Regions from separate parts of the Triticum aestivum genome. Here region 2 is linked to region 1. The links are chromatin contacts, called in public Hi-C maps. All regions are on one chromosome and are shown on one strand. The core of a region is the stretch at or near the end of the contact, and the rest is flanking DNA. Distances in the headings are between cores, read along the strand shown. Region 1 holds the start of LOC123110659. Region 2 holds the start of LOC123110660 (protein NEN1).

Region 1 (3,543 bases), core at 431-2,930:
AGCACTAGCACATGGCTGGAGTATGTGCTTTGCTCCAGATTGCAACTTAACAGGTCTTGTACCCACACTGTTAACAGAATCTGCCAATGCGAACTGTACTTGCATCACTGCCTACAGCTTGAAGTTTTATTTTAGGTTTGTTGAGACGAACAGGCAAATATCTCAGGGTTGTCCATCTGGTCTGGATCCACAGACTTCTTCCAGGAGTGGCGACAGATTGATTTATGTCCTTCCCTGCTACACAAGGTTTCTTTGGTAATGACAATAACACATCATCCTTTTTTGCTGGTCTTTTGAAACTTTTGCTGATTTGCTTCAAAATCTCAGTATTTGATCTTGATGCTATGGGAGCCTGTTTCATGCTACCCTTGTCTATAAAGATCACATCCCCAGGAGCATTACATTTGCCTGGTTCGCAAGGCAGGGGAACTAGTGGACGGAATGTAGTATATCCATGAGGCCGTGCAGCTTCACTACTATAAACATGAGAAGAGACCACCGAAGGGGGCAATGGACGGAGTGAGGTAAACTTTGTTTGAGTTGTTGATGCAGCAGTGCTCTGAATAGAGTAACCAGACATACAGTGTGATATTGGGGTCATTTGTGTCATGCTGCTGCTGATTTCAGAGGAAAAGCTGAACTGAGATGGCCCTGGTCTTGTTTCAACAAATAATTTGAACTTGTTCCATGGATCGTATGATGGCCTTGGTGCAACACTAGGCATGCATCTGCCCTGAGCAGGACCTAGTTGTCGTTGATTAGCAGTACTCTGAACTTGATTTGCCACAGCTGGTCGCTGATGCCCTACCTGGCCTCATTGTACCTGCTCACCGGTTGCATAAACACCTTGTTTGGCACAGTTAGTTGAGATTGATGACCCTGATTTGCTTTTGCTGAAATCGGACCCTTCCTCAGCTGCTGGAACAGAAGAAAAACGTGATACATACATACTCAGATGGTGATCTCCCTTGCTAGTTCCTGCATGAATAGATGTTGCCGGGAATTGCATAGTTACGAACTTCCACTCTTTCAGAGCTCGGACACTGTCTGGAACCCGTACTAAATGCAGTATCATCTGACAATTTTCTTCAGCTTGCGCCCGTGCAAACTGAAGTCCGCGCCAGCAAAATTTTGACCAAGCCGCAGGGCAGCTGAGCTCAACATCTGGGGCAATCAACGTGATTACCTGGCAAAATGACAAAGCTCGGAGTGAATTTCAGAACAGTTGATTTGTAAACTTCGATCAGAGGCAACCCTAGAAATCCATATAGGTCAATAAATAAACTAACCTAATAGAGACTAACCTATTAAAATTTCAGGCCCGAGGCAGAGGCCGGAAGTTGAATTCGATCCGAGATTCGGCCACCGCCACGGATTCCGCCTTCTTCTTCTTAGATCTGAGATTGGGGAACTCGGAAGTCATTTTCCCCCTTCCATATCGGCCGATGCGTGAACGCACCGGAGCCAAAACCAATCAGAGTCTGACAGGCGGGGGCCATCCAATTCCTCACGGCGGATTAACCCACATAGACACGCTTTCCTTGTAGAGGGCCAGAGGCCACACGGCTCAATTTTCGAAACATTAGCCCCCACCCAAGCGAGCCCCCCGCCCCCCTCATCCCACCACATTTCACACTACCGCCCAAAAGAGAAGAGAAGAGAGAGAGAGAGAGGCTCCCATGGCGGGTCTCGGATCTCCACCTGCCAGCGATAGCCCGGGTGGTTGGGGCGAGTTACCCGTCGACATCCTCATCGTTCTGGTGTTCGACTACCTGGACTGCTTCAAGGACCGCCTCGCCGTCGCCGGAGTCTGCAAGGCGTGGCGCCGCGTCGTCTCCGACCTGCGCGCGCCGCCGATCCCCTGGCTTCTCCTCCCACACCGCGGCGCCCTCCCTCCCTCCTTCGTCTGCCTGCTCGGCAACGGAGGTAACCCCCACGACCACCCCGTCCCCGCAATCCTGCACCACATGCCGCGGCATATCAGCTCGGCGAGGCAGGGGGGCTGGATTTTGGTGGGAACAAAGGATCGCAACTATGAGCTGGTGAATTTCAACTCGGGCGCGCGGCTAAGCCTCCCACACTGTATGCGGGACATCCGCGACCGCATCAGCGATCAAAGGTTCGTCCGCATCAGCGCCGCCGCCATATCGCCGCCGCCTCCCGGACTCGGGTATGTCGACCCGACGGCCCTCTCCGACTCCACCTCCGCGGCCCTCCATGTCTCCCCACTCTACGAGACCGAGTACACCATTCCAGTTCCAGGCTTCACCATCGCCGCCATCATGGTGGGGAATACCCAGCTCGCCTTCTGGCCACTTGCTAATGGGACGATCTGGACACCTGCGCCAAGGAACGCGGGGGGTTTGGCGGGGGGCCTGGAGGACGTCATCTTCTACAACGAGTCATTCTGTGTCCTGACTCGCAACGAGAACATTCTCAAGTACCACATGCCACAGGCACAGAACAGAGCATGCACAGTATGCGCTCGGGGAGGTGCATCTTCTATCCAAGGCCACCCGGAGTCGCGCCTGAGCCGGTCGTTGCCCGCTTCCTAGTGGAGAGCCGCGGGAGGCTTCTCATGGTGATCCAGATCGCGCCTCTCGCAGACGTGCTTGGTGAGCCTCGCCTCACCACAGGCTTCAGAGTCTTCTCCATGAAAAGCCCTACCGGCGAGCTTGGTCTGCACCGTTGGGTCGAGGAAGATCTTGGCAACCGCCTGATCTTTGTTGGGCGAGGCTGCTCACGCTCCTTCAATACATCGGACCTGCACCTGCGCTCTGGCATTTATTTCCTCGACACGAGTACCTTTGATGTGGTCAGGCCCAAGGTGTACCCTAACAATGACATGGGCGTGTGGCTGCCCCACGGCTTGGTCGACCGACCATTTCCAGATCAGGAGGTCTCCTCATCGGTAGCGCCAGCAGTCTGGGCGCTGCCCTTCAGGTTATGATTTTCTTCATCTGTTCATACCCTTGTGTACTGCTTGCTGCTAGTATATTCAGGTTTTGATTGTTCTTGATTGATGGTTTAGGATTCAAGGAGGTGATAGCACTGAAGAAACTGCCGAGGAGGAGCTGCTTGAAACGCATGTACAAGAAGATGATGTTCATGGAAGATGATGTGGTTGCTAGCTTGATCTGGTTACCTTTACTGTTCTGGAGTTAGCTTTTTGATTTTGCTCTTCACTGAAGATGGTGCTTGAGATGCGGGTCGCTGAAGAAGATGATCTCCATTGAAGATGGTGCTGGAGATGCTGGGGATGCTGGTTGCTGGCTTCATCTTGTTACTTTTACTGTTCTGGAGTTAGTTTTCTGATTTTGCTGTTAATCAAAGCGATTGATGCTAGTTGAGGCACTTCAATAGTGGTGCTGATCACGAGGTTCAAATTACTTGCTGATAGTATTCAGAGGTTCTACTTGTTTGTTGCTATTGTTTGTGAGCTTCTAGTTGCTTGCTGCGTGTTCAGCAGCTTGCAATTGTTGCTACAGTTCAGGTTCTCTATAGGCTGAATGTTCAGCAGCTTGCAATTGTTGCTACAAGTTC
Region 2 (3,543 bases), core at 716-3,215, 640 kb before region 1:
AACTGCAATCTCATACCGCAGTCATAAATTACAGCACTGTCTAACTGCATAAGAAGCCATCATTGCTAACCAGCTCCTGCACCACTCCACGAATTCACATACACACACTATTGTAGAGGCCTATTGCCATGAAAGCCCGCTGATGGTGTCACCTTTCCATAAGTCCTATAGGGAGAACTGCGCGTAGTAAACAGGAAGACCTACCATTCATTCAGAGATTGGGTGAATAAATTCTGATAGTGCCCCTTTCTTTTAGTAGGGAGCCTTAGCTACTGCTGTTGTTGTTGTTATTGACCTTAATTAAATTCCGACCGGGCTCCTTCCCCGTTAGACTTACTAATAATTATTCTTAATTGTAAGTAAGTCCTTGGCGTGTATTAGGAGCCAAGAACCAGCTCCCGGTGTTGAAACAAACAAACAAACAAACAAACAACTAGATGGCGCGGGGCGCTCACCGTGCAGGAGGTCGTAGACCTTGTCGGCGACGTCGCGGAAGCACGGCGCGGCAGCGACGGCGTCACGCGTGATGCCGTTGCAGCGCACGGAGGCGGCGGAGACGACGCCGAGGTCGGCGGGGCGCACGAGCGTGGCGTAGCAGGCGACCTCGACGAGGCGGCGCGGGCACACCAGGATGGCCCCGAACTCGAGCAGCGCGTAGCCCTGCCCGGCCCGCTGCGGCACCGACGTCTCCAGGTCGAAGAAGGCGATCTCGGCGCCCCCCGCCTGCGGCCCCGCCGTCGACCCCTCCTCCACCGTAGCTGCAGCCACAGACCCCGTCTCCATTTGGGACCCTTGGGTAGATTCCAACTTTCCAAGGGAAGGAAGGGCAGGGGCAGGGGCAGGTGGTTGATGGAGGCGGCCCCGGGTGGGCAAGCGCTGGATAAATAGGAGGAGGAGGCGGCAGCTCGGGCGAGGGCTTGCGTGGGAGGTGGGGGTGGAAGGAAGGTGGCGTGACGGGAGCGGCGGCGATGGGGAGGAGAGAGGTGTTGGAGGAAGAAATGCCGCGGTGGCGGTGGCGGTGCCGTGGAGGTGGGGGCCGGGATAGGAGTTCGGGTTGGATTTGGGTTTGCTCAAGCAAAACCGAACTCTTCCTTTTTCTTCTTCTTCTTTTTGTTTTTGCGGGAAAGAGTGAAAAAGGTATATACCTAAACCCAAATTCCTAGGGCGTGTTTGGTTGCCTGGGTGACTCTAGCCTGCATCGCATGGGGGATCCTGGATGAGCGTGGCCTGGTTGAGCTGATGCAGAGATTGGTTGAGATGTGTGTTTGGTAGACTGTATGATATTGTTGCATTAGAGATGCTAATCTTAAAGTGGCCGATTTACCCTCTTTTGCAATGAGTTTCGCTACAGCACCTGCTGCTCTAGCTAATTGCCCACCCCTTCCACGTGTGATTTCTATGTTATGCATGGCCGTGCCTAAGGGCATATCGGTTGAAGTAGATTTTTCTTTTCTCTCAAAAACCCCCTTCCCAAACTGTACAAGCTTCTTCCAAAGCATATACAACAAATGTTGTTTGGTGGACTGCATTTGAGTTTAAGTCTGTGAGCTTTCCTCTTCCAATTTCAATCATTTCAACTGGATCTGGACCATTCGATGGAACATGTAAAAGAACGCTAAGCTGAACTCATGTTTCAATTTTTATTTATCAAAAAATTTCTCAAAGAAAGGAAAACATTATCACCGATCTAGACAATTCAGAAAACAAATCAAACGAGGAGGTGGAGGGTGACGAGTTGGCTGGGGCGCAGATGGGCGGCGGGGAGGAGATGCCGACGGCGAGATTCAGCTGCGGCTCGCCGGAAGGATTGGGAGCGGTGGCGCAGTTTGAGGGGAGAGAAGGGGAAAAACGCGACGCCCGTTGCGGCTCGCAGCACGCAGGTGCTCCCCTCTCCCCTTCTTCCTCTAGATTGGTGGCGGACGGCGTGTTCCCCGGCGTGGGCATGGAGTAGCACCGGCGAGGGAGCTCGGACGGGTGGTGGATGAGGCGGCTGTCCAGGTGGCGTGGGCATGGAAGAGGGCAGGCTAGGGTGCCTGGACTGGTGGTGAATGAGGGAGCTCGGACCGCTGGTGGACGAGGGAGCTCAGGCGGCGGCGGCGGCGGCGATGGGTTACTCGATCCAATCTGATGCGTGAGAGAGAGGAGGAGGAGAAGGAGACACGGGACGGGAGTTGTGGCTGCACGCGCGAGCCTGGCTCGGAGATACGGCCGATTCGTGCGTGCCCCTCAGCCTGGCTGAGAGGCCTCCTTTTGCATCGGTTGGGCCAGGCCGAGCAGGCCGCACAGGCCACCAAACACAATAGATTTTGCATGGCGAGTGCGACCCGGGTGCCACACAAGAAACCAAACACGTCCCTAGTGCACGCGTGCTATTCGACAGAAAGAAGCACACCCGCTACATGACAGGCAAGCACACGGCGCTAAGAGCATCTCCAACAGTCGCGCAAAAATATGCGCGCGCGGTAAATTGGTTTTTTAGCACGCACGGCCCGGTTTCACGCGCTCCAGCGGTGGCGGCAAACTAGCGCGGGCGGGAAAAGGCGGCAGCTCGCGTGCTAGATTTGGCGCACCGCGTCCGGCGCGCTTATAAAATTGTAGCGCCCTCTGCCGCTCTCTCTCGCTCCCTCCACTGCTTTCTCTCCTCGCCGCCGACACGCCACCACCGCGCCACCATGTCGCCTCGCCACTAGGGAGGTTCGGGCTACCGCGGCATTCGCGTGCGTTCGTCCGGTACCTATTCCGCCTCGATTCAGTCGGGCGGCGGCGTGCGCCTCGGCCTCAGAACCTTCGACACCGCCCAGGATGGCGTCCGCGCGTACGACGCTGCGGCGTGGCACCTCCTGCGATCCCGTTGGGACATGAACTTCACCGACGTGGCGACACGGGAGCGGGCACAGGAGCTGGCGCCTTTCCCGTGGCTTAACACTGACGAGAATCATCGCAAACACCGGAGACGGGAGCGCCGTCTTAGCCTGGCCGAGATGGACGAGGAAGCCATGGAGCTGTGGAGGCAACGCTTTCCGCAAGACATCATCAACGAGGAACAGTTCTGCGCCGAGAGGAGGGCGGAGAGGGAGGAGAGAAGGAAGGAGCAAGCCGCCTATCGCGAGGACAAGTGAACGTGGAAGGCGGTCGCTAAATACAACATGGCGCTAGGAGATGTGTCGTCCTGGGACTCCCACGACGAGCGGTTCCTTGACGCCTATGCAAAGACGTCGGAGAAGGACATCACCGAGGCAGAGTCCGAGTCGGAGAATGACGAGTAGTAGTAGTTTTCGTTTTATTTTGTATTGTAAAAGCAGGCTATGTGGACGAAGTAGAACTATATATCGTTGGAGAAACCTAGATGTACGCATTTTGTATCGTAGAAGCAGGCTATGTGCCGAACTATGTCCATATTTGTATGCTATGTATGCAATCGTTAAGAAAAAAAATGAAATATAGCACGCCTGCTCGAGCGGCTCGGGCATGCTTTAGTTTGCGGCGGCCGCTGGAGCCAGCGCACCGCCGTGCGCAAAACCTGGCTCACCCGACGCGGTATTA

The links. A called contact is a pair of places that touch in the nucleus more often than the background predicts.
Region 2: a contact with region 1 is called in a Hi-C map of leaf, with 8 times the contacts expected there. The contact joins the promoter of LOC123110660 here to the promoter of LOC123110659 in region 1. A contact is called at or near these places in 3 of 5 Hi-C or Micro-C datasets (all in leaf).

The regions. Positions count from the first base shown.
Region 1 is chr5B:107,579,875-107,583,417 of IWGSC CS RefSeq v2.1, reverse strand. LOC123110659 reads left to right here and starts at 1,680. Exons shown (of 2, transcript XM_044531238.1): 1 at 1,680-2,943; 2 at 3,032-3,543. The coding sequence starts at 1,680. The coding sequence ends at 2,555. It also overlaps the pseudogene LOC123110658.
Region 2 is chr5B:108,217,396-108,220,938 of IWGSC CS RefSeq v2.1, reverse strand. LOC123110660 (protein NEN1) reads right to left here and starts at 1,965. Exons shown (of 6, transcript XM_044531239.1): 1 at 456-1,965. The coding sequence starts at 783.